Linked DNA regions of Mus musculus: all the other regions are linked to region 1. A link is a contact called in public HiChIP or PLAC-seq and promoter capture Hi-C data. All regions are on one chromosome and are shown on one strand. The core of a region is the stretch at or near the end of the contact, and the rest is flanking DNA. Distances in the headings are between cores, read along the strand shown.

Region 1 (7,793 bases), core at 2,768-5,267:
TCCATGTGTAACCAAAAAGTTGCTCTATGTGGGTCAAATGGTAAGCCAAGCCCTAGTTAAGTGGGTACAGAAAAAAGGGCATGTGGGGGCTATAGGGGATAACAGGACAGTCATTCCTTCTTAGAACCAGCTAATTTTGGGGACCCACTATAAAATAAAACTATCTACCAGGGATAATGATGCATGCCCCAGCTATTCAAAAACCCAAGGCAGGAAAATCACTTAAGTCCAACCAAGAATTCATGATCAGTTTAGCCAATACTAAGACTCCATCCTCCAAAAAGCAACAGTAAAACGGCTGGAGAGATGGCTCAGCAGGTAAGAGTGCTAGCTGCTCTTCCTAAGGACCACACAGTTTGGTTCCCTGTAACTCCAGTTTCAGGGGATCCAACACCCTTCTATGGCCTCCAAGAGCAAATGCACACATATGCATAAATAATAAATTTTTACAAATAAAAAATATTTTAAAAATAGCAAGCAAGAAAAGTATAAGATCCTTTGTTCATAAATAATTTCAAGATGGTGGCTTAGTGGCACTGAAACAAGGGAGTGCAGTCTTGCATGAATGCTTGGCCACCTGTCCACTGTGCACGAGCCCTATGCCTTCCTAAGGCTTGTACAAACAATGTGGATCTAGACTCACCCAAACACTTCCTCGTGAACTTAAAAGTTCCATCCAGGGCTTTATGGTCCTGTTCTCAAGAAAACAAGCTGAGCTGACTAAAGACACCAATGTGGGCCTAGGAAAACACATCAGTTGGTAAAGCTCTCCAGTATCCATGGAAGAAGCCAGGGGAGGTGGTGCACACCTGTATCCCAGCACTTGGGAGGAAGAGCCGCAAGGATCCCTGGGGCTCACTGGCTAGCCAGGCTAGCTTACTTAGTGAGCTTCAGATGGCCTCTCACCAGCAAAGGCAGGGAGCAACTGAGGACAAACTTACTACCAACCTCTGACCTCCATAAGCACACGTGCACACAGCCAAACCCATATACAAAAACATGCACAAAATTTGTTTCTTCAAAAGACTTATTAACTAGAAGAAGGCTTAGGGTCAAATTCCACCTCTATTCATACTGGGTGCAACTTCACAAGACTACCTCTCGAGGCCTATTTCCTAGTCTGTTGGGGTGCATCATTCTCCTGCCATGGTTATTTATTTTAGGGTGCTATGATGTAAAACTGAGGTCTTGCACATGTTAGGAAAGCACACCACAACCAAGCTACTTCTCTGCCCTCCCTGTTATCAACATACACTTAATGTCAGTTAATATATGGAAAACCACACAGGACCTGGCACATACTGTTTCAAGTCATATTAGTATTCCTTCAGTAAGGTCTTGGCAGAAAATGGTCTAAAGGGCAAGCTTTAGCTCCTGCAATTTGTTCTTTAATTAATAACTCAACACCACAAGTGGTTTTTTAAACATCACTCAGCAATCTTCCCTCGACAACTTGTCTCCTCCTTCTGTATCATTCTCTCTTCACTAGCTACTCTGCCTTCTTGGAAGAAAAGAAAAAAGAAGTCACTTGATTAGAGCCCTATTATCTGGCCAAGGTGAAGACCTAGGTTTCAAGAAATAGTTCTAAGAAACTTAGAAGTAAAGGATCTGTTTCAATGTACACGTGCACTGACTCCTACTCTCCCGCTTCAGTGCGGCAACCATCGCACACGTGCCGTGTCTTCACACCGCATCCTTTTGGGATAAGAGTGGAGTGCAGAGATACGGCCGTGCACAGCATCTGCAAAGCCATGGGCTCTATCTCCAATGTGTGTGTGTGGGGGGGGGGGGGGAAGAACGGACCAGTTTCCTTTTATTAAATATTTTATGTACATAAAAATTAAAACATTCCAGGTGTAGCCAGATGTGGTGGGGCACACCTTCAATCCCAGCACTCTGGAGGCAGAGGCAGGTGGATCTCAGAATTCAAGGCCAGCCTGGTCTAAAGAACAAGTTCCAGGACAGCCAGGGCTACACAGAGGAAACCCTGTTTCAAAAAAAGAAGTGTTCCATTCAGTGGTGGAATATGTACATACCACACAGAATGGCCTGAGTTCAATCCCCAGAACTGAATGAATGAATGAACGAATGAAGTAACTAAATATGGCATTCCTAACAATAAAATTTCACTGAACTGGGGGCTGGAGAGATAGCTCAAGCAGTTAAGACCTAACTTTGGTTCCCAGTATTCACACTGGGTAGCTTACAACTTTCTGTCACTCTAGTTCCAGGGGATCTGACACCCTCTTCTAAGATACTCAGAATATACATGATACACATACTACATTCATGCTGGCAAAACTGACACATAGAATAAAAATAAATAAGCTTTAAAATTTTTCTCATTGAAACTGCCATGCACAAAACTTGTGGATTATGCTAGTTTTGTACACTTACAACTGATTATATTATAAACTAAGTCTTCCCTCTTAGTAGCAGTATAAAATAGAAAGTTCAAAAAGTAGAACATAAATTTCTGTCTATATGGTCGATCTAAAACTAACAACAAGTTCCAGATTTTACATGGAAACTCAACTGTTAAAAAAAAAAAAAAAAGGCAAATACTATTTAAACTACTATACTTGCTGAAATTTAAAGGAAACCAAAAATATCTTAGAGAAAATTCACAAGTGTCGCAGAAAAAAAGTTACTGATTCAACGTTTCTCTGGAAAAAAAAACTCGCATACACATGCAATTAGATTCTAGCAGTGACTGAAAATACAACAGCCTAATTTAGAGTTTTTAATTGGCTAATCAAAACAAAGTTTTGTTCACTACAAACAAAATCTAACGTCTGCCCCTTAAAAGCAGCGTACTCCCATTTTGTCACCGATCAGCTACAGCCAAACGTTCTCCACATATTTTAAATTTAGTAAATACACAACTACTCGGGCAAAAAAAAAAAAATCACAATACAGATAAAAACCTTGAAACAATCTCCAATTTGCCAAGCAATCTTCTAGGTTTATCAGACTTTCCACACTTCCCCGCGTCTACCATTCTGAATAAAAAAATAAATAAGTGAATTCCACAGCGTTACAGCTCTAGGTGAAAGTCACTCCAAGAGTCATTAATAGGCGAGCTTTGATGTGAAGATACAATTAAATAAACCGCCAATCAACTTCAGGCCAAAAGCAAAAGTGAGTGGGGGTGTGGCCTGAGGGCTGGGTGACACAAGGGCAGAGCTGTCCCAGTTAGGGACCGACCACCCGAACAGGGCGTCCTCTGGGCACTCACGGAGCGCGGAGAAAGTTGCAAGGGAGTCCTGGGGACCGAGTGCGTGCAGGGTGAAGACGTGTCCGCGTGTAAACCGTTCACACCTCCACTTCCCTAAAGCTGTCCCCACCCCACGGTTTAAATCCGGTTCGGGCGAGAGGGAGAGAGAAGGGTAGGAAGAGGCCGGAGCCCTGCGCGAAGCGATGGGTATTTCCTGGTTGGCAAGCGCCTGGATCACCACGCATCCATCCTCCGCCGTGCTGTGTGCACAGCGTCCAGTTTCCCGGGTCCAGAGCCCGCTCCGGGCCGATCCCCGGGCAGCAGCCCCGAGAGGCGGAGCTGCGGAGCAAGGCCCAGGCAGCCCCGAGTGCTCGGAAATGCCTCCTCCCAGCTCCCGCGGATCCGGCCCCGCCATGCCCGACCGGAAGGAGCGCTCGGGCGGCCGCGGGGCTGCACCGGGCCCCCCGGGCCTTCGGACCACGCCGGGTCTGGCGGGGCGGCAGGCTTGGGAGCGGGGCTGGGGCGGGGGCGGCCGCGCGGCTCGCTTCGCCTCACCGTGTGTTCGTGCTCGTCAGACCGAGCCCGGGGCAGCAGCAGCAACAACAACGCGGCGGCCGCCGCCACGCCAGGAGCGCCCGGCAGCGGCCTCATCCTCCGCGCTCCCACAGGCCGGGCGCCGGCCCACCGACTCCTCCTCCGCCGCCGCCGCCGATTCACATCCACCGGGCGCGGACAGACGCACGGGGCCCGGGCACAGCCGCTGCCTCCGCCGCCGTCACCGCCCGCTCCGCGCCGCCCCCGCCCCCCGGCCTCCGAGCCTCTTCCTCTGACTCAGCCACGTCATCCGGCCACCCCGGCACACGCCGGAAGTCCTCCCGACGCGGGGCCGCAACCGTCGCCGGCCGTGGGGCGCCGGCGCGCGCAGGCCGCGGGGTTGAAGGGTTCCGAGTCGCCGCTGCTGTGCTGCTTGCTCAGCCTCGGCCTGGACCTGGGCCTGGGCCCTTGCGCGCCCGGCTGCGGGCGGGCTGGGGTGACATCGGCTCAGGCGCCTAGCTCGCCACGGCGTGCGTGAACACCCCTTCCCTCTAACCTCGGGCTCCGCAAGCTTCTTTATGGACGATGATTATTAAACTTGGACAGGGTCGGTTGGGTGTTTAAACATCACCGTGTACTGTTTATAGACTTCTATGCAATCAAGAGATCTGGGCTAAGTTGACATTCTTGTTCATCTGCCTACGTATTGTTTTTCTCAGCCTCAATCATAAATGTGTCCGGAAGTTCCTCAGCACTCCAATCACTTGATCTCATATTCTGTATCTGAGCCGGTAGTAATAAGGAGCTAAGTTTGGTATCTTACTCTTGTAAGCCCCAGCATTCGGGAAGCTGGACTGATTGTTGTTTATTGCATACTTGCTTGGGTTACAGCGTGAGACAAAAGAAGAAAAGAAAACAAAACGAAATAATCGGGTCATAGCGGTGCAGGCATGTAATCCCGGCACCAGGACCGCAGAGGCAGAATTGCAGAAAGATTGGAGCCAACCTTATCTACAGGCTCAGTACCAAGCCTGCCAGGCTACGTAGCAAGGCCCCATCTCAAACCAAAACGTACTACGGACTCAGAAATGATCAGAAGGACACTTCTCTAAATGTGGGACTTAGAGGAAGATTGTCTCATCCATCCGTATCAGGCAGGTTTTGGTATTTGGTCGTGTAATACCTCACAGCCAATATTCTATACCACCATACTGTGCAGAAGTCTGAAGAAGACCCCACTACCAATCTTCCTTCCCTGTCCATTCCCAAGGAGTACCAACATGATTTCCTACCAAGAAATCAAATTATGTCTTTTTTGTCCAAAACACATCTTGAATAGTTAGAACTCATAGTGGAATCATCAGTAATGGTTTCATCTGCCAGGCACTCTGATACTCACACAGACCCTATGCAACAGGTACCTTTAGTGTGTCCACTTACAGAAAAGTGACAGATGCACAGGTTGGGTGACTTGCTGAAAGACTAGACCCAGTTTGCTTCTTTAGTTTGTTAACTGCTAATGTATTACCAACCAGACAGCTCTTTAAAAGGTGAATTAGATGTGCTCTCATTGGCATGACATATCCAAGAAGCACTTACAAATGGAAAAGTCTGCTACCATTTTAAATGGTAGCATGCTAGTTTGCCTGTAGAAAACAATCTTAAGTGATTAATATTCAAACCATTACAAGAGTGATTTGCTTCAAAAATTTGTATACCCCTCTTTGGAAGTTTGTGTATGTGTGTGTTATGTATATTGTGCTAGTACGTGCTTGTGTGTGTGTGTGTGTGTGTGTGTGTGTGTTCAAGTCAGATGTTGACAAACAGATGTCTTCCCCAAACACTGCCCACATATTTTTTGAGACAATGTCTCTCGCTGAAGCTGAAGCTCAGGTATTCTGCTACACAGGCTAGCCAGCAAGACCTGAGAATCCTCCTGTCTCCACGTCCCACTTTATGTGGGTTCTTGGGATCTGAACCCAAATCCTTATACAAGCAATTTACCGAGTCATATCAGATCTCCAGCCCTGTTTGGATATGTGTGTGCTACATGTGTAATGAGGTTAGAGATGATGCCTTTGCTCATGAATGCAGTCCAACTTCCTCAGTCTGTGACTTAGTCACTGTTCTTCTATTGCTGTGAAGACAGACACCATGACCAAGGCGACTCATAAAATAAAGCCTGGGGTTTGGAGGGCTGGCTTACAGTTTCCAAGGGTCAATCCATGGCAGGGAGCATTGCAGTAAGCGTGGCACTGGGTCAGTAGCTGAGAGCTACTTAGGATCTTCAAGCAGAGAGCAGGAGACTGGGTCTGGCAGAGACTTGAAGCCTCAGAGCTCACACCCAGAGACATACTTCCCCCAACAAAGCCATACCTCCTAACCCTTGTAATCCTTTCAAACAGCCTCACTCTCTGGCGACCAGATATTTAAATATACGAAATTGTGGGGCCATTCTCTTTTTTGTTTGTTTGGTTTTTTGGGGGGGGGTTTGTTTTGTTTTGTTTTGTTTGAGACAGGGTTTCTCTGTATAGCCCTGGCTGTCCTGGAACTCACTCTGTAGATCAGGCTGGCCTCAAACTCAGAAATCCACCTGCCTCTGCCTCCCAAGTGCTGGGATCAAAGGCGTGCGCCACCACTGGCAGTGCGGGGGAGGGGGGGGACGACATTGTTATTCAAACCACTACAATGACTGTGCACCTGCACAATCAGACCCAACTTTACTGTGCAAGTTAAGGTTTGGTTTTTTGTTTTGGTTTATTTGGGGGGGGGGTGTATTTGTCAACTTGACATGCACTAGAAACACTTGGAAAGAGGAACCCTTAATTAAGGAATTGCCTCCATCAGATAGGTCTTTGGGCATGTCTGTAGTGCATTTTTTCCCTGATTCCTGGTTGATGTGGGAGGATCCAGCCCATAGTTGAAGTGCTATCCATGGTCCTGGGTTGTATTGAAAAGCAAATAGAGCAAGCCCTGGGGAACAAGCCAGCACTGCCTCCAGGCTCCCGCTTGACTTTCCGCATTACATTCCCATTGAGGGCAGTGATGGACTGAGACGTGGAAACATAAGCCAAGTAAACTTATTCCTCCCAAAGTCGTTCATGGTGTGTAACACAGCAGCAGAAAGCAACCTAGAACATTTACCTCTGTTCTGCCTTCATTCATACGCGTCAGATACACATCATGTTCCTTGCACCTCTGTGACCTATGCAGTGCTGGGAATGGATCCCACGGCCATCTTTATGTTAGGCAAGCGTCCTGCCACATGGTTAAGCCAACACTAATGCTTTTGCTCACGGTGTTCTCTTTATCTACAATGTCCTGCTTCACCTCCTCACTTTAATCCTGCCCTTCCAAGGCCACCCATCTTCAGTGAGAACCTGCATCCCGTCCTTGGGCGATTGAGCATCCCTTCTTTGGGGGTTCCCATAGCATTTGATATGTTATGTCCTACTTGCTACCTAACCCCAGTTCCTCTGTATTGCAGTCTGACCTTTCTAGATGGGAGGAACTATCATTTGCTTATTATTTGTCTCTGCTACCAGGTTGGTGCTTGTCCCATAGGCACTCAACAACTGTTTGCTGGGTAAAGACGTTAACAAGTCAAAAGGCAAATTCCAGCTAGTCTAAGAGATATCTCAAGGCAGTACATGATGAACTGCACATGGAGCCTACATCAGTAACTGCTACAAAAATCAGAGGAGGGAATCCGATTCATCTTTGTCCATCCCCCAGAGCACCTAGCATGGCGATGGGCTCACAGGGGAGGCTCAGCAAATGCTCCATGAATGAATACTCACTGCCTTTGAGTGAAGCAATGATGGGTGGTAGAAGAGCAAACAGCATGGATACCACATTGAGAAAGATGAGCAGTTTCTTATCTGTCCATCATCACCAGCTTCCACTGATGCTCTGTATACCGTGCCGCTGGGTTTTGTGGGGAGCACTAGGCTGGCAAATGATCAGAGGTGGAAAGGACACAGGGTAAATTTAAAACTAGGAACCCTTATCCCAAAAGCTGTTGCCTGGACGTGGGATATTG
Region 2 (7,793 bases), core at 1,329-3,828, 2.5 Mb after region 1:
TGGAGCTGGAGTTACAGACTGTTATGAGCTGTTGTGTGGCTGCTGGGAATTGAACCCAGGCCCTTTGGAAGAATAGCCAGTGCTCTTAACTGCTGACCCATCTCTCCAGCCCCAGTATATTATGCACTTTAAAATCCAAATCCTGTCCTTGTAACCTTTGGAGGATCTTGGCAACAGACTCATTATTTTGGAAATTAGTGAACAAAGAAAACCAGTATCCTCCTCCTGCCTTTCTCATAAAGACTATCTCCTGGGGTGATGACAACACAAACTACCATTTTGGAATTCTCACGAAATAATGGATTCAGGCAATAGTAATCAAGTCAGCTGAATAATGGATTCAGGCAATAGTAATCAAGTCAGCTGAAGTCCCCAACAGATCCCGGAGTGAATGCTGCATCACCTAGGCAATGTTCTGTCCCCTCATTCCCAATCTGAATCTAATAAACAACTACTCATTTAAAGGACAAAGGATATGTTAACCATCACCAGATAGTCCCTGGTTACTTTGGGTAACCACAGGACAAATGACTTGGTCTTGTACAATAATAACAGAGCTATAATAAATACATAAAAGTAAAAGATGTTAGAGGAAGGGAAAGCCTAAATCCATAAAGTCAGTTTATAGATATTAAGACAACCTAAGAGATACATGAAGCGGCTGTGATTTATGTATGATCTTAACACTGGAGAGGTAAAAATATATAGAAACAACGCCCAGCAACAGTTAAGACTGAAACTGGTCCTGATAATGAAACTCCTACTAATAAAAAGCCAACCTGTTCTAAGGCAGAGCAGGCTACCAGTTTCCCCATCTGTAATGGAGCGAGCTAGAGTAGATGAGGCCCAACGCTCCCTTTTTGGCTGATAACCTGATTCACCAAGAGTAAATGACTCACCTGGTCACTCCTCCCAGAATAACTGCTCCAGCCACTGTCCCACTGCACACCAGAAGCCATCGGCCCACCGCCCGCTCGGCTGCCCTCGAAGGAAGGGACACTGTCCCTTTTCCGGATTGCAGAGCCACTTCAGTGATGGTGCTGTACTGTCCTGGCCTCAGAGGACGCTGGCTGCCACAGCTGCTGCCACACTAAGGAGCAAGACAGAAAATCGTAACTGAAGAATCTGCTACCAACACTTATCCTCAATTTAACTGGAGTAAAGCCCCTGTAAGGCTGCATTTCACAGCTACCGCTCTGGTTAATCACCGACTCTCATCTGCACTACTGAGCCCTTTCTTACTGGGTTCTCAGTCTCTAAATGTGCTATTCCCTCCCACACACTTCCATTTATACTACCCACTGGAGATCGGGGCTGGCATCGTTATGCCCCAGACTTTCCTGGATCTTACAACAGGTTACTGTCACAGCACAAAGTACCTTCCCTACCACAAGCCTTAACACACAGTCATGTATCAGGTGATCTGTCCCTATGCCCCACTAAGCTGGGAGCTCTTCCTCTTGCTCCCTTTGTAGTACTGGGTCCTTACACAGCAAGACCTAATACATATTTGGTACTCGAACTAACAATTGAATGAACTGACTCCTCAAGGGCAGGCACTATGTGGGCATATTTTTTTTTCCAGGAACATAACAAACTCTAGAATTCTCTGGTTTCTCTTCACACCATAAAGATCTTTCACCTTTTACTACTGATTATCAGAGAAGAGAATACATGTCTTCTTTTGAGTCTAACACTAAGAGCAAAAATATGTTGGCCGGGCGGTAGTAGCGCACACCTTTAGTCCCAGCACTCGGGAGGCAGAGGCAGGTGGATTTCTAAGTTCAAGGCCAGCCTGGTCTACAAAGTGAGTTCCAGGACAGCCAGGGCTACACAGAGAAACCCTGTCTCGAAAAACCAAAAAAAAAAAAAAAAAAAAAAAAGTATGTTCAGTTTCCTACTTCTAAGTAACTGGGTATCTTAGACAAGCAACTTAAAGTAAGTCTCAATTTCCTTCACTGTGGAATGGGGCTACATAGGAGTTCCTGACTGCCTGGTGGCTTTTAGCAAAAACCAAATGTGCAAATAAATGCATAAATAAATAAAATAAAAAGAAAAGAAAAATTACTGAGCCTTTATCACGTGCTAAGGGTTTGATGTATATTTAAAATTTTAATCCTTACAAACACCTTGTGTAACAGGTCGTTCTCCCATTCTACAGAAAAGGAAATTGAAACTTAAAAGCTAAGTAAATTGGTCAGTCATACACAGCAGTGGGTAATATTTCCGGATCCGCATTCAGGGAGGTGTCGGGACACAAGGAAATATGTCCTGAAATGAGAAGGCGAGCCGGACTTGCAGGGCGGTCCGTTTACTTTATCCTGGCCTTTTTTATCCCAGCCCGGCTTCCGTGATCCGAGCCAGCAGGAGTGGGTACCTGTGTTCTGGACGCCACCCTAGGGACCAGGAGCCCGACATTGCGGCTCCCCGTCAAGGCCCTCAGGGACGGAAGGAGCAACCGTTGCATGCTGACAGTACAGCGCCACTGCCGGAGCGCCCCAGCGAGCTGCGGTCCGCTTCTCCGCTCCCGAAAGAACAAGCACTTCCGGGTCAGGCGTCGTGCGCGCCCCCTCGCGCTAGGTTGGCCACTGCGCGTGCACGCACGACTCCCTGGGAGGCTGCCGGGCACGGGCGTCGGGGACGCGCCTCCTCCGTCGCTCGCGCGGCCGCGGGGACTCAGTGGAAACCGAAGGCGAGCGAGGGAGGAACGCGGGAAGCATGAAGAAAGGGGCTTCTTGCGAGCGGAAACAGGCGTGGATATCGTCGGGGAAGGCGGGTGCGGAAGGTGGCGGGGCAGGGGGGCGGTCGGCCGGTGGACCCCGGGGTGGGTCCCGGCTTGCCAGGCTTTCCCGCGGTCGAGTTTCTCAGTGCTCCGGAGTCCCGGGCAGTCACGCAGTCCCTCAGCTGCTCCTGGATCCCCGCCAGTCTCGCAAGTGCCCTCAGCGTCCCGCCGCCCCTAGGGCCACAAGAGGGCACCATACCACCTCCCTGTCTCTGTGGTAGATAATAAAAGTGTGGTGACAGCTCTACAACCTAGAGCTGCCACCGAGGGTGGCGAGTGGGATCCGTTCCCACAGCCATTGCGTAACAGATGACTGGTTGCTTCCTGCGGGAGATATGCCTATTAATATGTCAAGACAAATAACTTTTATGAAGGATAAATATCCCTAAACAAAACAGCAAAAGGGGCAATGCTCTGTATTTTGCAAATCTCTTTTAATATCTCACTTGATGGAAGGTAGTTGGATTCTCATACCTGTCTCAGCGTGTTTAAGTGTTCTAAAGCTGCAGTCCGCTCCCAAGAGGCAAATACAGACACAGACTCCCCAAAGCCATCTGGAGTCTCTAACTTTGAGCACTACTGCTTCAAATGTCTTTTTTGATCCCTACTTTTTGCTTTTTGCTCAGGCTCCTGTTGCAACAGTTTGTAGACATTCCCATACTTTTGTATGGAGCTCCTGATACTCCTTCAGCATCTTCAGCCCCACTGGTGGGGCTGTTACCAGATTTGTGGAGTTACTGTATTGTTGTTTACGACCATTGGTTAATGTTTGAATCCTAATCTATGGGACTGATAGTCTTTTATTAAATCAATGACTATTGCAACTTATTAGGAGGTGACAGATTTTTGTTTGTTTCTCCAAGTAATCTTTCATCATAAAAGCAATATCAGGTAGAAGAAGTCAAGCAATATAGAAAGGTAAAAATAATTCCAAATTCATTGCCCAGGAGTAACCACTATTAGAATGTGGTGACTGTTCTCGCAGAGATCAATACATGAAGCATGAATTAAACACTTTAAAAGTGTGTTGGTAATTATTGTGTGGGGGTGGGTACATGTGCCATAGTAAGTGTGTGGAGGTCTGAGGACAGCTTTGTCGAGTTAATTCTCTCCTTCCAACTTTAAATACATTCAGGGAATGAGCTCAGGTTGTCAGACTTGCACAGTAAGTAGCTTTACCCATTGAGCCATTTTCTAGGCTCCAACATTTAAAACTGATAACTAAAAGTGAGTTATATGGGCTGAAGAGATGGCTCAGCGGTTAAGAGCACTGACTGCTCTTCAATTGAACCTGAGTTCAATTCCCAGCAACTACATGGTGGCTCACAACCATCAGTAATGGGATCTGATGCCCTCTTCTAGTGTGGGTCTGAAGACAGCTGCAGTGTATTCATATAAATAAAAATTAAATAAATCTTTTTTAAAAATGAGTTATACATTTAACTTGCAGGAAAACCCCAAAGCTGCTAACACCACACTTTTTATTATCAACATATGAATCTGTAATTCAGATTTTACTGTATATTTGACTTGTTAGCATGGTAGGACCGACCTTTGCTTTCTGAGAGGTGACTATAAAGAATCCTTATAATGACCTTATTAAGGAACTTCACGTCAACTATAACGACCAGATGTTTATCTCATAAATAAGAGGTGAAACTAGGGGTTTAGTGAGAAATATATAAACTCAAGTTATTGGAGTTCAAAAGAAGTAGATAAAAGTTTCTACTTTGGGAGGAAAAAAAAAAAACGTGGAAATGTGACTTGGTATGGTCCTTGGAAAAGTTTAGCATTCGAAGATTAAACTAGAAGGGTTTTGTCAACTGAGATAGTATAATCATTGGCAAAAATGGAGACTGAAGGGAATGAGTCATAAAGAGGAAACCCTGTATCTTAATGGGTTTGAATGCTTAGTATGAGAGCCTTTATGTAAGTTATCTCAGTGTTCAGTACCCTGAGGTAGGAACTGAAGCCCACTCTTGTTTTATAGAAAATGTAAGTAACTTGTCTGGGATCACACAGGGAATAAAGTAGTGGGACCAGGGTTTGAAATCCAATTCTCGTTTTTTATAACGCCTGGCATTGAGAAACACTCTGAGAGTCTGAGCTGGGATACACGGGGATGAGGTCTCTGTGTTAGGGAGATTAGTGTCCCATTTACTGTGTAGTAAAGATGGTTTCAGTTTGGTTTCTTATGTGTGTGTCTGTATATCTATTTCATGGTCTAGAGATGTCAATTTTAATGAATGACATTTTACCACATAGATGGGCCTTAGTGCATCAATTTATTATTCTATTGCACATGTGAATTCAGGCAGCAAAATTATGAAGTATTTATGGGAGATTTGTATTAATTGCTAGTTCCTTCAAGAATGTCTGTTCATATATTTTAGGAGCAGGAAATGGATTTCTTATGGAAGTGTGTGTAGATTCGGTGGAGTCCGCTGTGAATGCAGAAAGAGGAGGTAAGGAAAACTAGATGATACATGATGGCTGGCAACCTTTTGAGAGTCTGAAAATGAATCCTATGAACTGACCTCAAAAGCTTTGCACGTGGGAGGCTACAGCAGAAGTGCCACTATGAGTTCCATGTGAGTTATTGAGACTCCATTAAAAAAATTTAAAAAGCCTTGTCATCTCTCCAATAGCAACAGTCCTTTCAGAAACAACTAACTAGAAAACCTACTGAAGAGCTTGGTGTGGTGGTGCGTGCTTACAGTCCCAGCATGGTCTAATCTGTCTAATCTCCCCATTCCCCAAGCAGGCCACATTTCAAGTCAAGTGTCTATAATCCTGCTAACTCATTAACATGATTATTTTATTGCACTTGACACAAATTTAAAAGTTTGAAAGAGTTTAAAGATCTCTTAGGGGTCTGAGCATAAGAGTTTAGTTTGGCTCCCAGTTTGAAGCACTGAAGGCATGGCAGCAGAGCGTGGTGAGACAGCTGTGTCTGTGTCTTACATTGTGTCTGTAGTCAGGAAACAGAAATGGATGCTGGTGCTCAGTTGGCTTCCTCTCTGTTTTTGGTTTGGAACTCCAGCCTATGAAATAGTGCTACCCACATACAATGTGAATCTTTACTTCTCAGTGAAACTTCTCTGGAAACTCCCTCAAAGATGCACTCAAGAGATGTGTCTACTAGGGGAATCCTAGTCTAGTCAAATATGTGTTTTAATCTATCATAGTTATTTTATTTATTGGTGCTTATAATGTCCTATCTTTGGCTTGTGAGAGCCTTGTTGCTGAGACCTTTTAATACAATCCCAGTAGTCTGAAAGTTCCTTCCCTATCACCATTCCCTTCATCTCAAAATTACCTTGATAGATACTCCAAAGTAACTGGTTTGCTTTTTAAAGCTCTGAGGAATGAGGAATGTTTTGAAACCTTGATGTTACTTTCTACTCTTTTCTCCTAATACTGCCTTTATTCCCTGTCCACAGCAACTCTTTAATATTTTTAAAATTAATTTATTATTATTATTATTATTATTTTGGTTTTTCAAGACAGGGTTTCTCTCTATAGCCCTGGCTGTCCTGGAACTCACTCTGTAGACCAGGCTGGCCTTGAACTCAGAAATCTGCCTGCCTCTGCCTCCCAAGTGCTAGGATTAAAGGCGTGTACCATAACTGCCCGGCTTACTTTTTATTCTTTAATCCCTTTCTACAGTCTAGACTTCATCCCCCTCCCAGTCTCCCCCCCATCCCATCCCTCCTCCCCTCCCCCTCTCCTGTCTCCAAGAGTATGTCCCCACCCCTACCCCACTAGACCTCCCCGCTCCCTGGGGCCTCAAATCTCTTGAGGGTTAGGTACATCTTCTTTCACTGAGGCTAGACCAGGAAGTCCTCTTCTGTATATGTGTTGGGGGCCTCATATCAACTGTTGTATGCTGCCTGGTTGGTGGCTCAGTGTCTGAGAGATCTCTGAGGTCCAGGTCAGTTGAGACTGCTGGTCTTCCCCTGGAGCCACCTCCTCCTCAGCTTCTTCCAGCTTTTCTCCAATTCAACCACAGGGGTCCCCAGCTTCTGTCCATTTGTTGGATGCTAGTATATGCATCTGACTCTTTCAGCTGCTTGTTGGGTCTCTCAAAGGGATACCATGCTAGGCTCCTGCCTATAAACACACCATAGCATCAGTAATAGTGTCAGGCCTTGGATCCTTCCCTTGAGATGGATCCCAATTTGGCCCTGTCGCTGGACCTTCTTTCTCTCATGCTCTTCTCCATTTTTGTCCCTGCAGTTCCTTCAGACAGGAACAATTCTGTGTCAGAGCTTTTGACTGTGGTGGCAACCCCATCCCTCCACTTAATGCCCTATCTTAACGCTGGAGGAATTTGTAGAGTCCACCTCTAGTACTCTAAGTTCCCCCTCCCCACTGTAGAGCACTTCATCCAAGGTCCCTCCCTTTGAGTCCTGAGAGTCTTTCACCTCCCAGGTCTCCAGTACTTTCTAGAGGGTCCTAGCTCCCAAAGTTACCTGTTTCCATTCTTTGTGCTGGCCCTCAGGGCTTCAGTCCTGTCTTCCCCTGACCTCCCCCACCCATACCTGATCATGTTCCCCTCTTCCTGTCCCTTTCCCCTTTCCCACCCAGGTCTCTCTCTTTTTCTGCCCCACCCCCACCCCCCCACCCCCCGCAACTGCTTTCTTCTCCTTGCCAACTGGGATTGAGGCATCCTCACTTGGGTCCTTCAGCTTAACCTTTTTGAGTCCTGTGGGATGTGTGCTGGGTGTTCTGTACTTTTTTTGCTAATATCCATTTATTAGTGAGTACATAGCATGCATGTCCTTTTGGGTCTGAGTTACCTCACTCAGGATATTTTCTAGTTCCATCCCTTTCCCAGAAAAACTCATGATGTCCTCATTCTTAATAGCTGAGTAGTATTTCATTGTGTAAATGAACCATATTTTCTGTATCCATTCTTCCATTGTGGGACATCTGGGTTGTTTCCAGCTTCTGGCTATCTCAAATAAGGCCCCTGTAAACATAACATGTGCCCCTGTGGCATGGTGGG
Region 3 (7,793 bases), core at 1,357-3,856, 2.4 Mb before region 1:
GCTCCAGAACTATCAAGAAAATGTATGAAGGGTCCATAAAATGGTCCAGTAGGTAAAAGAAAGCACCACCTGTCCAAGCTTCATTACAGACCATCAAAACAATAGTAATTAACAACACTACCAAGAACAATGCATTTTAAAGAAGGGTGTAAAGATTTTGAGGCCTTTATACTCTTCTTGACTGCAGGCACAGCAAAATAATCCAGTTAAGAGGGACCACACAAAGGCACAAAGGATATAATGTATCTTATAAGGAGACATTTCTTTGTTAAACTCTATAAAATGTTACTTACCAGATAAGGCAGAAAGTTTTTTTGTTTTTTTTTTTTTGTTTGTTTGTTTTTTTAAGTTTAGTTATTTTGAGTCAGAGTTTTGCTGTGTAGCCCAGAGCAGCCTGGAATTCTGATTCTTTTGCAGAAGCCTCCAGAGTGCTGGAATTGACACATTTGTCACCCCCTTCCTATCTCCCTCCCTTCCTTTCTCTTTTTTTTATTAGTGAGTGAAAAGTGCTATCTCATAGTTTTGATTTGTTACTCCCAAATAACTTATATGCTTATTGATATTCCATTTAACATATCATCTCGAGAAAAACACATATATTGAAATTTTTACACTCTCCCTTCCCTGTTTTTGAGCAGAATGACTCACTGGAAGTCACTATGTGTTAAAACCAAGCCTCCTATCTTGGCCTCCTTGTCTTTTGATTGATTGATTGATTAACTGATGTTTTTAGTTTTTTGAGACAGGGTCTCTCTGTGTAGCCCTGGCTGTCCTGGAACTCATTGTGTAAATGAGGCTGGCCTTGAAATCAGAAACCTGCCTATATCACCTGAGTGCTGACATTAAAGTCGTGCACTACCACCACCTAGTCAAGTTGTCTTTTAAAATATTGAATTACAATTTTTTTCTTGAGATAAAAGTTTGCTGTGTAGCTCATGCTATCCTCAGATTTGCTATGTAGCCCAGGCTGGTCTTGAACTTGAGATTCTCTTTTGCTTCACCCTAGAGAGTTCTGTAATTACAGATGCTTTCTACCACACTGGCTTATTTCTGTATGTATTCTGGGTACTGTCCCTGTAACTAATACAGGATCTATCTACTCTCTCTCTCTCTCTCTCTCTCTCTCTCTTTCTGGTTTATACACATTCTTTGGTTTTTCCTTTTGAAAGATGTTTTGTGTATGTATGTTCAGGTGTGTGTGTTCCTATGTATGAGGTAAGTATACACTCATATTTAGGGAGGAGAGAGTTCAACTCAGCTGTTACTCCTTTGGGACTGCCCATCTTATTGTCTGAGACATGACCTCTTAATAAGATCTAAGGCCAGCTGCCTTAGCCAGGCCGGTTACCAGAGCATCCCAGGGACTGCCTCTCCAATGTTAGCTGTACAAGGGCATTCTACAAAGTGGCTTTTTATGTGAGTGCTGCGATACAGGAAAGGTCCTCATGCTTGCATGACAACGTGACCAACTGAGCTATCTTCCACCTTTCAAAAGATCTTGATAATAAACGCTTTTACTGCTTTGTTTTGCTAAGTATTCCATTCTATTTCTATACTTGCTTTCAGAGGCATTTGTAGAATGAATGGTCTCTAGTTACTGCATTATCCTACTACAACAATGTCTATTTGGGCCTTTTACAACAACTTCATCTCTTCTGAAATACCAACACTATTGGGTCTCTGCCCTATGCTCATTCTTCTATGGAGGTAGAGTCACTTGATATCCCCCGACCCCCTTTGTGGCTTACATAAATGGCCCCTTCGACCAAACCAGAACTTTAACCCAAGTTTATAACTCTCACTATGTTAGTTAATTCCAATGTCTTTCCCCAATCCAGTTTCCTGTTTCTTCACACCACAGCAATCTCATAGCCTTGTTATTCCTGGCTGCTCTCCTATCACTCCTGTGGCTAGTTATTATGTCTTGCGATTCACACATTAAATACATTTTATTTCCACTAAACGGTCATTATATCTTAATCCATTACCACAGGTTGCTGCAGTTATTTTTTTTAATATTTATTTATTATATGTAAGTACACTGTAGCTGTCTTCAGACACTCTAGAAGAGAGCATCAGATTTCGTTACAGATGGTTGTGAGCCAGCATGTGGTTGCTGGGATTTGAACTCAGGACCTTTGAAAGAGCAGTCGGCAATCTTAACCACTGAGCCAAACAGTCCTTCTCGCCCTGGCTCCATTTCATTTCCGTACCCAGGTGACACGACAACCAACAACCAACGTGTTAAAAAGTGTTAGGAGATCAGACTTTGGTAAACATGGAAGACTAAGTGGAAAAGATAGGTAAGGGGCTGTCATGTGGACAACGAAGCCCTGAACGGTTCCAGGAGTTCTTCACTGCTGTTAGAGAAGGTAAAAACTGTCAAGACAGGAGCACTTAAACTAACTTCCTTAGTTTCCTCTCACAAACAAATCGCCGTCAAGTGATATGGTTTATGCGAAGTGAGCCTTGCCCTCCCTTAGGCTAAGCACTGTCACCCGGGTGGAGGATCTCAGATTGTCCTCCCGGGTCGCTCTAGCTGCCGTCTCTATGGTTCGGGGACGCGCCGGGTCGCGGGCAGGCCCGGCCCCGCTGGTGCGCGTGCGCGATCCCAGCGCGTGCCCGGCCTCCGGCAACTGCCCCGGCCGCCGGGTGGGAGGGGTGGGTCCGGGGACGTCGCGGCGGCCGTGGCCGCGAACCCTGCACGCAGGGCAGTCCTCCTCCGCCGCCTCAGATGATGGGTCCCGAGGATGCCGGAGCCTGCTCGGGAAGGAACGCCGAGCTGCTCCCAGTCCCGGGGCCCATGGGTCAGGACGGGAAGACCGTCCCGGCCACCAGCGGCTTTAGCGGAGGCGCTGTCGCCGCGGAGCCGCCGGAGGAGGCTGGAGAGGAGGAGGCGCCGCCGCCGCGGCAGCTCCTGCAGCGGTACCTCGCGGCGGCCGCGGGCCCGCTGAAGCCCGGGCTCGGCGGGGCGGAGGCGGAGGCGGAGGAGGCGGCGGCGGCAGCAGTCCCCGCGGCGCGCGGCTCAGGCATGACCAACGGAGACTCGGGCTTTTTGCTGCGCCAGGACCGTCGCGGCCCAGAGGAGGCACGTCGCCGCCGAACCTGCGGCCGTCCCTGCCTGCTGGAGCCCGCGGACGAGGGCGTGGACGGTGCGGGTGGCCTGGACGACTGGGCCGCGCCGCTCGAGGACCCGCTGCGGAGCTGCTGCCTGGCGGCCGGGGACACGGACGACCCGGACCCCGCAGCCGCCACCCCTGCCGGGAGGGCCGTCGAGAGCGCGGAGCCCAGCCTCGGCCTCCCCGACGCCCGCTTCGGCTCTCGGAACACGTTCGAGGTGAGCCGCCGTCAGAGCGCCGGCGACCTCCTGCCCTCAGCGGGGCCGTCCGCACCCTTGCCAGCGGCAGAGCAGGGTCCCGGGGGCACCACGGCTCGGGCTCGACGGAGCGGTGGCTTCGCGGATTTCTTCGCCAGGTATCACACTGGCCGCGCGAGGGGCTTGGGCGGGGCCGGGAACGGGCTGCCTTCCAGCGTACGGAACAGGAACGTCGGGACTCAGCTTTGATCTGTCGCTAGGGTAGGGGGACCGGATGGCTTTGTGAGCTCCGGGCCTGGAGCCAGGATTGGTGTTACTCCGTCCCCAGGAAGCGTTGTGCTTCCAGGTCTGACCAGCCTCCCAATACTACACATTCAGTTTCTTCATCTGGAACATCAGATAACCACTGCCCTATTATTTTTTTGTAATTGTATTACTAGGATTTGGACTGGGCGGGCGGCAGTGTGTGGTGTAGAAGTCTGTGAAGTTTATTTGCTTGGAGTCTAAGCCCGTTCCATTAGTTTGGGGATTCGAGGTTTTTTTTTAAAAAAAAAAATAATTTAACTGCACACTTATTTTGTGTTAATGTGTGTGCGCACATGTATCCTTGCGTGGAGATCAAACAATCTTTGGGCTCTTCCTCTCCCATTCTCTGGATAGGGGGGATTCAACTCAAGTCAAGTCTAGTGGAAAATGTCTTTGCTATTTTGCGGGCTTAGTTTGGGGATTCTTAAATTCAGAAATGATTTTTTTTTTCTTTTTCTTTTTTGATTTTTGTCGGCTGATCTCGAACTCACAGAGATCCGCTTGTTTCTGTTTCCCAAGTGCTGACATTAAAGGCATATGCCGCCATGCTGGGCTCAGAAATGATATTTTTTTCATAGTATTTGTTTCCGTTGCTTTTACTAAAGCTCATTCCTTGTCGGGAGTACACACTTTTAATGCCGGTACTCCTATAGAAGGATGAGGCAGGAAGATTGCCATGAGTTCAGGGGCAGCCTGGACTACACAGCTATTAGTAGATCTACTAGCAGACCAGCCAGGGTTACATAGCACGATCTTGTTTCTAAACAAAGCGAAACAGAACGAAACTGGCAGTTTAGTGCTTAGAATAAGATCCCAGTCTTTTAGCTCAGATTACTATAGCTCTCTAGGAAATTAGGAAATCCTCTTCTACTTATCTCAGATAGGCTTTATCTCTCTTCATGAACTTCCCTACCCCCAACCCCCAACCCCCATTGTTAATTGAACTCAGGGACACAAGGCAAGTAGCCTACCTATGGAGTTACATCCTCAGCAACATCATGTGGTCTCTCCTCTCTCTCTCTCTTCTCTCTCTCTCTCTCTCTCTCTCTCTCTCTCTCTCTCTCTCTCTCTCTGTGTGTGTGTGTGTGTGTGTGTTGGGGGTGAGGTTTGACTCACTTTTATGTGAGTTTTTATGTTTGGGAGCATGTATTTTATGGGTATGGATTGCTGGAACACTGTAATTACCTGGAGAGACTTCATTCTCCCTCATATCCCATCAAGAAGGGCCTGCTATGTAGTTGAAGCTGGCCTTCAAACCCCCTCCTACCCTACCTCAGTTGGGATTTTCCTCAGCCCCTCTACATTGCTGGGGTAACTTTAATTTTTAGTGATGTTTTATCTGTGATTTAACATTCTTGAAAGTTATATTATGATGCTGGACTTTGCAGATTCCAGATGGAGGCTCTTCTGGCTTCATAGGGATAGGGAAGTGGTGGCAGAACACTGCACATTCCTGAAAAGCAAGTGTCTTGTCAGGTAGATTTTGACTCTGGGTTGTTGTTGGTGGTGGTTTATTGCGTGGCAAATCAAATATCTCCAACTTGTAAACTCTTATCTCTCACAGTTTTTCCTGTTTTTATTCATTTCAGAGATTTTAAACTATAACCTGAAGCAATAGAAACGCTTTCTTTTAATACAGCATCATTGTAGCCCGGGTGCACCTTGACTTGCCCAAGTGGATGACCGAGATGGCCCTTGACCTTTCTCTTACTACCCTCTAGGATTGGAGGCTTTGACAAAACAAGTTGGTGTTGACAAACAAGTCTGGTGTATACCGTGCTGGGAATCAAACCCAGAACCTCATGCACATCAGGCTGAGCCACAGTCCCAGCTGTCCCCAGGATTTCTGGTTTAGAAAGTTACACAGTTGTGTGCCTATTTGTACACAATGAGGTACATTTTATATTGTAGTAGGTCTTTTTTTAAAAAGATTTATTTATTTATTATATGTAAATACACTGAAGCTGTTTTCAGACACTCCAGAAGAGGGTGTCAGATCTTGTTACAGATGGTTGTGAGCCACCATCCCACCGTGGTTGCTGGGATTTGAACTCAGAACCTCTGGAAGAGCAGTCAGTGCTCTTAACTACTGAGCCATCTCTCCAACCTGTAGTAGGTCTTTCTTATTTGTCTTTCTATTTTAGTATTTCCTACTTGTATAAATTTATAGTTTCTTAAATCAAGAACAGAAAAATCCTAATTTTATATTAGATTATGGGGTTAAGTAAATAGAAACGAGATCTGTATTTGTGTCTGTATTTGCAAATATATATTTTGTTATATTGCTGTTGTTCTTTTACTTTAGTTTAGTTGCTATTTTTCTGAGATGGTTATCAGTATAGCCCAGGCTGGCCTGGAACTCACTATGTGGCTCAGGCAGGCCTCAAACTTTTGATTTTCCTGCCTTGTTCTCTTAAATACTAGGATTACAGGTATGAACTACTTACAAAAGTATTTTTAAATCTTTCAGTGATAGTGCTATACAAGGCTTCAGCGTGACTTAATTGTGTGTGTTTTGACACCTTGTAGCATTTTGTTGAACTATATCTTGGTCAGGTGTCAGGAGGCTTTAGACCTGAAAGGGCTTTGGAGATCATCAATCCAACCAGTGTACCCTGAGTGCTTGCTTGGTGCCAAGCATTGAGAATAGTCAAGGTTGAGACTTTATTGTCTCGTATTTGTCTAGTAGAGGAAAACAGACACATAGATCTATAGTGCAATTTGTGAACAAATCTGTATTAGGAGCTTTCATCCTATTAGCTACAGGCAGAATTTTTCATCAAATTTTGAACTTTTTTTAACCTTTCATATAACTAGATTTTGTTCCTATGGCTACCTTATTCATATATCAGAGAACTGGGTTTTTCTTTTCAGCTGTGTATGTATGTGTGTGGTATGCATGTTTGTGCCTTTGTATGTTCCCATGTGTGTGGATTGTCTTCCTTCATCACTCTTTACCTTAATATATTGAGGCAAGGTCTCTTGGTTGAGCCCAGAGTTCACTCACATGGCTAGACTGACCTGGGGGTTCCCTATCTCAGCTTCCCAACTGTGGGGATTACAGGCAGGCTACCACACCTATCCAGCCTTTATGTGTATTCCTGGGATATGAACTCAAGTCCTTATGGGAAGTACTTTCCTGGCTGAGCCATCTTCCTGTCCCAAATAACTGGGTTTAAATATTAACAAACAAGTCCCCAAAATGTACGTACTTGAAAGCTAATTTCTGTTTTGAAGTTTCTGAAGTTTTTACAAGAATGACTTGAGTGAGGTGGGCACATGGGGTGCATAGCTGTCAAGATGCCTGTCGGGGTTCTAGACACCGCGGCTTCCTTTGTTTTGGATAGAGCAGAATGAGGGACGTTTTTCCCTTGGCATTTAGCCAAAACCTTAGCTGCATTTTGGCCATCTTAAAGGCAGGCACTGTGACATTCATCTCTGAGTGTGCAGCATCTAACACTGGCATGAATAACCCATTCAAATTGGGTTACATTGGCCACTTCCATGTCTCTTCTTTGCTGTTTTCTGAAGCGTGTGATTGTGACCAAATTTTCAATCCTTAAAATAATCAGTAACTACCCATAGTCCTAGCAACTAAAAAATTATATATTGTTATTATTATTTTTTAATTATTTGGTTATAGAATGAGCAGAGTAACTGCCTCCCCCATTTTTTTAAAAGATTTATTTATTTATTATATGTAAGTACACTGTAGCTGTCTTCAGACACACCAGAAGAGGGCGTCAGATTTCGTTACAGATGGTTGTGAGCCACCATGTGGTTGCTGGGATTTGAACTCTGGACCTTCGGAAGAGCAGTTGGGTGCTCTTACCCACTGAGCCATCTCACCAGCCCCTATTGCTGTTGTTATTATTGTCTGTGTACAGTCGTCAACTGTAGTTCCTACTGAGGGTTACCTTTGGAATCAGCTTGTTTTTACATGGATTCTTATTCTTTGGAATACCTTGCTCCTACTTCGTTCTCTAGATGAAGAAGCTCAGTATTTAAAGAAGGCTGCTCAGCTAGTGGTAGCTAGGGTTAATCTAGATTCCTGACTGCCAGTCTCTCTTTGCATTGAGTTGCTACTTCTTTGATACTGTTCTGTCCTACCTATTCATGGTGGTTTGAATCTACTTGGCCCAGGGAGTGGCACTATCAGGAGGTGTGGCCT
Region 4 (7,793 bases), core at 1,750-4,249, 2.4 Mb after region 1:
AAATGCTGGGATTAAAAGCATGAGTCACTAACACCTGGCTCTATTGGCATATCTAACAAGGGAATTCATAAAACTGTTTAAAGCCAAAAGGGCATTATAAAGTAAGGAGAAGTCTTACTATTTTGTAACAATACAAGTATCAAATTGACTGGTAGTGGTAACATATCTTTCTTTCCTTTCCGTGTGGCTCAGGTTCATGTTTGTTTGGATTATGTGCAAACCTGGGAATGTGTGTGGGGCAGGACGTTGGGCATCTTCCTCAGTCACTTCCCACCTTGTTCATTTATTGAAACAGGGTCTTACTACACAGACCGGATTCTGGAACTTGATCTGCCTGTCTCTGCCTCCTGGGTGCTGGAATTAAAGGCACTCAGCGTTGAGACAGGTTCTCTTACCTGGACTCGTGGATTTGCCTACACTAGCTAGCTGGTGAGCTCCAAGGATCTGACTGCCTCTACTTCCCCAACACTGGGATTATATACAAGGACTACCATGCCTGGATTTTCACATGACCGGTAACAGACGATTACCGGAGCCGCCTTTCCAATCGCAATAGTAACATTTTTAAATTGGAGATTATCACACTGCATTCCACTAAATAATTCTATTGCTTCCTCTGATCTGTCTTCCACATGATACTTATCCTGAACACAGCACTCCAGACCCCTCTGCTGTAGTCGGAGATGAGGGAGGTAACTCTGAAGCTTAACTTTTGGATATATAGCTTTCATTAACTCAAGACATCCAACCTACAGTCTCTCTGATAAATGTTTGACTCACTGTTATTTCTATATGTTCGTTTTTACAGCTCATTAGTGATTTCTCTCATACAGGCTTTATTCTTTCTTTTAAGGTAAGTCACAGCACGTTATCTGGGAAACGCTGCTACCCAAGGAACACCTCCAGCCTTAACTCCAGGTCACGGTCTAGTTCTCTCCAGTGGCAAGGACATTTAAAATGCTCATGTTTACCTCAGTCAGGTGCACTTAGCCTGCTAGGAGCTAACCTGGAGTGTACTGAAAACCCTGGCCAACTCAATGCCATTCACAAAAGTTCAGGAACTCTCTCTCCATCACCCAAACTCATTCACAAAACCTCGGGAGCACTTTCCCTAGTTCCTTATCCACTTTACAAATGAAAATGCAAAACAGTACTGAATCCAGGGGCAAGCAGAAGAAAGTGATTTTTGCATGGCTGACGTGGATGCTATCCTAAACGGGAAAGCATCCATCAAAGAGCTGACAGGCCAGTGCCTACACAAGTGGTGTAAAGAAAGCATCGACGATTTCAAGAACCCCCTTGAAGTTACTGCCCTTTCAGTAGCTGGCATCTCGACTCAAGCACAAGTCTAAGAACAGCAAGGAAAAACAATGTTTCCATTTTCCCCCAGGCTTCTTCCCAGAGACCTGACCTGTATGTGTATTAACCGTCCTGCTTGGTTGTGGATGCAGTTGGCTTTACGTCCAGCCCTGAGCGTACCCTGATAATCTCATTCTGTTTCTCCACATCTGCTTTCTAATATCATCACACTTCCCTCCAGCTGTTTTCCTTTTTGTCAAATTCAGGGGCCCAACGAAAGAGACTATCAGTTTCACCTCTGTTGTGTAAGGGGCTGATGCACTTGCTCCCTCAACATAGAATCTTAGTCCCAGCTCAATTTTTACGTTCAGGAAATAGATGGGCTACCAATCTTGCCTCGCAGAGAAACCGAAACCGTTTTTCTTAACATGCCTTATTCCCACATCCATTCCAGTCTGGAACTCTCACTTTTGACTGCACAATGATTTTTTTTTCAACCACTCCCAGGTTAAGATTTAATACGTACTTTTATCTAGCTGAGAGATCCCAGATTCCGGTTCCTGCCCCGTCACTTTAAAGGAAAGACGCAGCAAGGAGCTTGTGAAAGCGCCGACCCGAAGCACATCTCAACCCAAGCTATCGGATAGAGTTCACCGTCTGATTTCATGCCAGCTGGTTTGTTATAGACTTACCTGTGCTTCGGGATCCCCCCCCCCCAATCCCATCCCATCCCTGCTTAGTCCCAATCGGGATCAAGTCTTTGGCTGACAAGATTTTTGCTTCGCCTCACTGACCGTTAGAAGTAAGTCCTGGTTCCTGACTGAGCTCATCTACCAGCCAGGACTTTGCTTGCACGGAGTATTGGCTCAAACCGTGTGTAGAGGTAGGAGCCAGGAAGAAACCTATCAGCTCTGGGTCTCAGTTGGGATTCTGGCTCTAAACAAGGTTCAGGGTCGGGTCAGCCCCAGGTCCGGTTCGCAGCCTGGTCCAGGTCTCACCTTGACGCAGTCGATCGGGTACATCACGCAATGCTCCAGGATCCCTGCCACGGCGCCCGCCACCATGTGCGTGGTGACAGTGGCTCCAGCCGGCAGCGCTTCGTATTCCGGGCCGGACTCCGGATCCAGCCGTACAGGGGGCTGATAGGCCCCCGCCTCCCCGCCGCCGGCCCCCCGGCCCACGCCCCGCTGCAGCCACCCGTCCAGCAGCGCCGACTCCCCGGGGCTCCGCCCGGGCCCAGCAGCTGGTCCTCCCGCCACGCCGCCTGCACTCCGCCCCTCCAACTCCATCCACTTCGGCCAGCCGCGGCGCCCACACGCGCCGCCGCTGCCGCCACCACTGCCGCCGCCCCCCGGCCCCGTTGCGTCCGCCTCAGGCGCGGCCCAGAGAGCCCGGGGCCTCCGGCTCCCGCTTGGCCCCGAGGACACGCCCCCCAGACAGCCATTGGTGTAGGCCCTAACGTGTCTCCGCCCCCTTTTTACGGAGCCAAAATGTATCTGTGTTATTCGTCAGATAGCTTGTCATTAGTCCCGTAGGTCCCACCCCTTCCCCTTTGATCTTGGAAGCGTCTTGTTTATTGGCTCTTGATTGGCGGACTTGCCCGATCGACCCGCCCCTAGCGTTTCGGAGGCGGGAGAAACGTAAAGCTGAACTTTGATAGGCTCAACCGCTCTAGCTACTTTGGCGGTGGCCATTGGCCCGAACCACTTCGTTCTTCCATTGGATGTGGAGAGAAGCGCCTGGAGGACAGGGACCGGCTCCCGGCTGTACCCCGGCGCGGCGTGCGTGGCGGTCGGGACTGCCGGGGAGAGGGGGCGGTGCCAGCCAGACCTTCAAGGTCAAACCGCTGTCGGTTGCCGTTAGGACGCGTGCTCTGGCGTGCACCGGGTGTCGAGTAGCACGGTGCGACTGTTCCCGCGGGATCTCAGGCGGGGGCGGAGTCAGCCCGGACCCTGCGTCCCCTGGCACGGCCCAACCCGCCGCTAGGGGAGATCGGCTGTGAGCCTCGGGTGGCTCTGGAGTGGTGTGCCATCAGCGCAGATCCGCTCGCCTTGGGCCTCCCACCCAAAGCCGCCTAGTGAACCCTCCAGTGGGTGGACCGATGAGCTCTCATTGGGTGGACTCTGCGTTGGGAAAGGAGAAGGCGAAATGGGATGGTTCGGAGGCGACGACAGGTGTCAGGGTCTTGGAGCACCATCCCAATCGCGGCAGAGCAACTGCTGATGCCTGGGAGTGGAGCTTGTTCCGAGACATACACTTGAACTTCGTATCCCGAGCTCGCTTGCTGATAAACTCCACCGGGTCTGATGGCTGTCCGCTCTCTCTCTCCGGGACCGCTGAGCTGCTGCTTCTTGAGAACCGCTCCCCGGTTGTAAAACGATGCTAGGGACGTCTGGTCCTCAGGGCCACTACCTTGAGCAGAAGCGGGCACTGAAGCGACTCTCGAGCCTCAGCCTCTACTGAGGAGCGAGGGCCCCTTTCCGCTCGCTGGTTCTGCAGGCTACCTCAGGCTCCCTTCTCAGCAGCGTGTTTGCACACGCTTCCCCAGTTTCTAGCTCTGCCTTTACAACCTATTTTAATGAGATGATGACGCAATTGCAAACTTTTCCATCTTTTCGTAGCGCTTCCTTAGAACGGTTGGAGGCTTTTCCATTTCCTCTCTAAAGCTTAGCCCTTCGGCGGACGGGTCTTTCAACTAATCTTTGGCAGTAGTTACTAACGTTTGTGTCGTGATCTCTTGGAAAATAAAGCTCTTAAGTTCCCAACCCCATCCCCAGTCACACACAAAACTGCTTTTTATTTCGGGTTTCAGCGTGAAGGAGATTCCGTTAACCTCGGGTTAAGAATTCTTCCCCACATCATATACAGACTTCTTGCTACCCTGCACTTTTCTCTGAGAGATGAATAGATCTCAAAAAAGCCTCCACCCCCCAGTCCTGTTAAAATATCAATTTTCTTCCCTGACAAATTAATGACAATGCCTGCTATATCCCGTCTCTTCTTATCATATTTACTTTTTTATGGTCCTAAAATGATCATCTCAGTTCAATGACTTCTCATGGTGAGAAATAATACTCTACATTGTCCTACAGTGACCCACACCTTAGAACTTTCTCCCCCAGGAAAGACTCCAGATACCAGCCTTTAGATTTCTAAGTCTCTTTCACCTTGCTAGCTACTGAAGTGGAGCATCCCTGGAGGCGGAAATGTTTATTAACAGTCTTTAATACAGTGCAGAAGTTTGCCATTCCAAACTCATTTTCCTCCCAGGGGCCTTCTTTCTGTTTTGCCTAGCCTACTTGCTTGTTTTTGTGGCATTGGAGAGCTAGGGAATGTCCAGCCACTCACTGCAGTGTGGCAGGGTGGTTCTGTCTACCTAGAGACGGATGGCACAGAGAGTGGCAAGCAAGGGTCAGTGATGAAAGATAGGGAGAAGAGCCTTGTAGAAGGAGAAACGGGTTACAACCACCCTAACTACCCTCGGGGGAGACACGTTTATTACTCGGGGTTAATGTATTTGCTTCCACAGCTGACTTTTATATGGGCACTTCCCTAGAATGCATTTCTTCTCTTTCCCTTTTAAAATTCAAAAGGTTTGTTCTTGAGGGTCCTCCCGTGCTCCCCAGCTGACATTGTACCCTGCATGAAATGGGTAGAGAATAAAATGAGGCTGACTTCTGAAGCCAAACATGACAATAAGTCTGATGTCTTTACTGTCACAGAGATGACCATGAGAACTTGTGATCTCATAGGGTGGTCAACAAAAGGAGAGGGGACTTTTTTTAAGTCTGGAAACTATAGAGGAAGCCTTCTGAAGGATATGTGGGAAAGAGTTCCAAGAGAAGCTGACTCCTGTTCTCTGTGTGGAATCTGTCCTGGGCCTTCATGGAGGAGCTGGAGAGATGGCTCAGTGCTTAAGAACACTTGTTGCAGCCAAGTGGTGGTGAGGTTCACCTTTAGTCACAGCACTCCAGAGACAGAGGCAGGAGGATCTCAGAGTTCAAGGCCAGCCCAGTTTATAGAGTGAATCCCAGGACAGCCAGGGCTACCTCAGAAACATTGTCTCAAAAAACTAAAAACTAAACAAACACAAAACTTGTCACAGAGGACTGGGTTTGCTCACTAGCACCCATTCGGTGGTTCTCACTTTCCATAAACCCAGTTCCAGAGGATCCAACATCCTTTTCTGATCCCTGCACCACAAGCGTGCAGGTGGTGCACATACACTTAAAATGAGTAAGTCTAAAGAAAAACGAAAATCTTTCTCCTGGAAAAGCCATTGAAGCGAGGCAGTTCTTTCCGTGTTTCTCAAACACTCCTACCTTTACGAAAGAAAGGGTGACCTCACCCACTCTTCACTTTGCTGATTCACTCCTAAGGGATAAAATAACCTCCCAATTGTCAAGGGATCCTAGTGTTGGCAAGTTTTCCCTCCTTTACGCACAATTGTAGACTTCATGTCATTCCCGATTTAAATATGTTTCCATTAAAATGGAAATATCTAATAGGGCAAAATTTATTTTTTGGCCCTATTAGATATTCTTTCCTGCCCCCCTCTCCTATGTGTGTGTGTGTCTGTGGAGCAGTGTGTTTTTAATTTATGTCACCTAGCCCACCCCTGCCTACTTTCAAAGGATATGTTACTCTGTTCCCCGAGATCAGAAAGTGATCTCATTCAGGTAGGAGCTGTGTCTAACTTATCCTGGTATTAGGATGGTCAGGATTTATACTTTTTCTTTTTTGTGATGAGAGTTAAGAATGTGCTGCAAAAGCACTGCCCTGCTACTTTAAATAAATATTTTATCTTTGGGTGAACGGTCCTACTTAGGTCTTAAGTTTTATATTTTCTGTGTGTTTTTTTTTTTTTTTTTTTTTTGGTTTTTCGAGACAGGGTTTCTCTGTGTAGCCCCGGCTGTCCTGGAACTCACTTTGTAGACCAGGCTGGCCTCAAACTCAGAAATCCGCCTGCCTCTGCCTCCCGAGTGCTGGGATTAAAGGTGTACGCCACCACACCCGGCTTTTTGTGTTATTTCTATGACTTCTGAAAGTAACAACCTTTATTGAAGGCGTGGAGAAATTGGAACTCTCACCCATTGATGTTGAGAATATGCAAGCCACTGTCTCTCAGTTTGGTGAGTCATCAAAAGTTTAAACTGGGCTCGGTGAGGTGGCTCAGAGTAAAGGAGCTTGCTGGTCAAGCCAGACAACCTGAATTTGACCCTGGAAACCATGCTGAAAGAAAGGGGACTGAATCCTAAAGTTGCAGCGCTGTGTGACTTAGCAATTTCACTGCTAGATCCGGATCCAGGAGAGTTGGAGGTAAGTGCACACAGGCTAATAGTGGACCCTCCCACAGCAGGCAAAAGGTATATGCATCACAGACATCCATCCGTAGAAAAATAGATCAATTCCATGTTTATACAATATATAAACACAGCGACTACAGTTTGGCTCTGCAAGAGGAACTTGCTGATTCCTGCTGTGTAGTGAACAAGCCTTGCAAACCTTCTGTCTCATGAAGGAAGGCAAAAGCAAAAACACACGGAATTCCACTTATGTGAAATATGCAGAGTAGGCAGCTATAACTCAGACTCAAACGGAGGAAAACTATTTATTTCGTTGGTTGCGTTTGGTAGGGAGTTTTATTTCATAACTCTCTTCAAACTAAGCTGGGACACAGGAGCCTTGGCATGGAAGACACCTGCTCATTTTTGCTAAGCACAAAGCTTGTCACTCTTTTTGCTCACTTAATTTCAATATCCATATTGTGTTGATGAAAATGTTACAAATCTTGTAACTAAGTCCACCCCACAAGCAACTGCAGGTTTTTGTAAGTCCTATTAGTCACACAAGGCCTTCCTTTTGATGTTTATTTCTACAAAGAAGATAGACTTACTGACTGCTTCTGCTTTTGTAGTAGGAGAGATTTAACCTGGAGTTTGTGCATTCAGACAAATGTTCTCCCTCTGAGCTTCAGTGTGAGCCTTTCCTCTCCTTCGCTTTTTATTTTGAGACAAGATCTCCCTAAGTGTCCCAGGCTGGCCTCAAACCCATTTCATAGTCAAGGCAGGCTTTAAGATCTTCTTGCTGCTGTCCCCTGGGGAAGGGCTGTGAGACCAGACCTGACTATTCCATCTCATTCTACAGTAAGAACCCAGCCTACTTCCTCTCTCGATCAAGTCTGTAACAAACTGACTTAACTGAGCTAGTCAGAATGGGGAAGGAAGGAAGCGCAGGGAGGAAGAGCTTTATCTAACTCCATCCTAGCTTCGTCTTGACTCCCCATCAGGAAGGAAGACAGCACAGGGTGGCAAGCTTCTCTTACTACATCTCAGCTTCGGTTTCGTCTCCTGCAACGTGGTACATGGTGATGATTATAATGACAACAGGAACTTGCTGTATGTCTAAACTTTTCCTGAGGAGATGCAGCACACGGGTCTACTTATCCTAGATAGGAGCCCTGGACAGACCAAAGTACAGATACCGCCCACCAA

Evidence for each region. Promoter capture Hi-C pulls out the DNA fragments that hold promoters and counts their contacts. HiChIP or PLAC-seq counts read pairs in DNA pulled down with a chosen protein or histone mark. Capture Hi-C pulls out chosen DNA fragments and counts their contacts.
Region 2: a contact with region 1 is called in a promoter capture Hi-C map of adipose tissue, with 4 times the contacts expected there. The contact joins the promoter of Cutc here to the promoter of Tm9sf3 in region 1. A contact is called at or near these places in 1 of 39 promoter capture datasets (liver), 1 of 484 Hi-C or Micro-C datasets (B cells) and 1 of 9 other capture datasets (adipose tissue).
Region 3: an H3K27ac HiChIP or PLAC-seq map of embryonic stem cells shows a contact between it and region 1, with 8 times the contacts expected there. The contact joins the promoter of Tbc1d12 here to the promoter of Tm9sf3 in region 1. A contact is called at or near these places in 1 of 39 promoter capture datasets (liver), 1 of 484 Hi-C or Micro-C datasets (CD8 T cells), 2 of 115 datasets of contacts at active chromatin or transcription factors (embryonic stem cells and large pre-B cells) and 1 of 9 other capture datasets (liver).
Region 4: a promoter capture Hi-C map of liver shows a contact between it and region 1, with 6 times the contacts expected there. The contact joins the promoter of BC037704 here to the promoter of Tm9sf3 in region 1. A contact is called at or near these places in 2 of 39 promoter capture datasets (hematopoietic stem and progenitor cells and liver) and 1 of 115 datasets of contacts at active chromatin or transcription factors (regulatory T cells).

Annotation. Positions count from the first base shown.
Region 1 is chr19:41,259,987-41,267,779 of GRCm38.p6, forward strand. Tm9sf3 (transmembrane 9 superfamily member 3) reads right to left here and starts at 4,018. Exons shown (of 15, transcript NM_133352.2): 1 at 3,773-4,018. The coding sequence starts at 3,868.
Region 2 is chr19:43,750,445-43,758,237 of GRCm38.p6, forward strand. It overlaps Cutc (cutC copper transporter), which reads left to right and starts at 2,579. Exons shown (of 9, transcript NM_001113562.1): 1 at 2,579-2,776; 2 at 5,176-5,247. The coding sequence starts at 2,719. Cox15 (cytochrome c oxidase assembly protein 15) reads right to left here and starts at 2,556. Exons shown (of 9, transcript NM_144874.4): 1 at 2,378-2,556; 2 at 900-1,090. The coding sequence starts at 2,467.
Region 3 is chr19:38,833,973-38,841,765 of GRCm38.p6, forward strand. Tbc1d12 (TBC1D12: TBC1 domain family, member 12) reads left to right here and starts at 2,607. Exons shown (of 13, transcript NM_145952.4): 1 at 2,607-3,474. The coding sequence starts at 2,735.
Region 4 is chr19:43,672,179-43,679,971 of GRCm38.p6, forward strand. It overlaps BC037704 (cDNA sequence BC037704), which reads left to right and starts at 3,000. Exons shown (of 1, transcript NR_045645.1): 1 at 3,000-4,992. It overlaps Slc25a28 (solute carrier family 25, member 28), which reads right to left and starts at 2,703. Exons shown (of 4, transcript NM_145156.1): 1 at 2,298-2,703. The coding sequence starts at 2,588.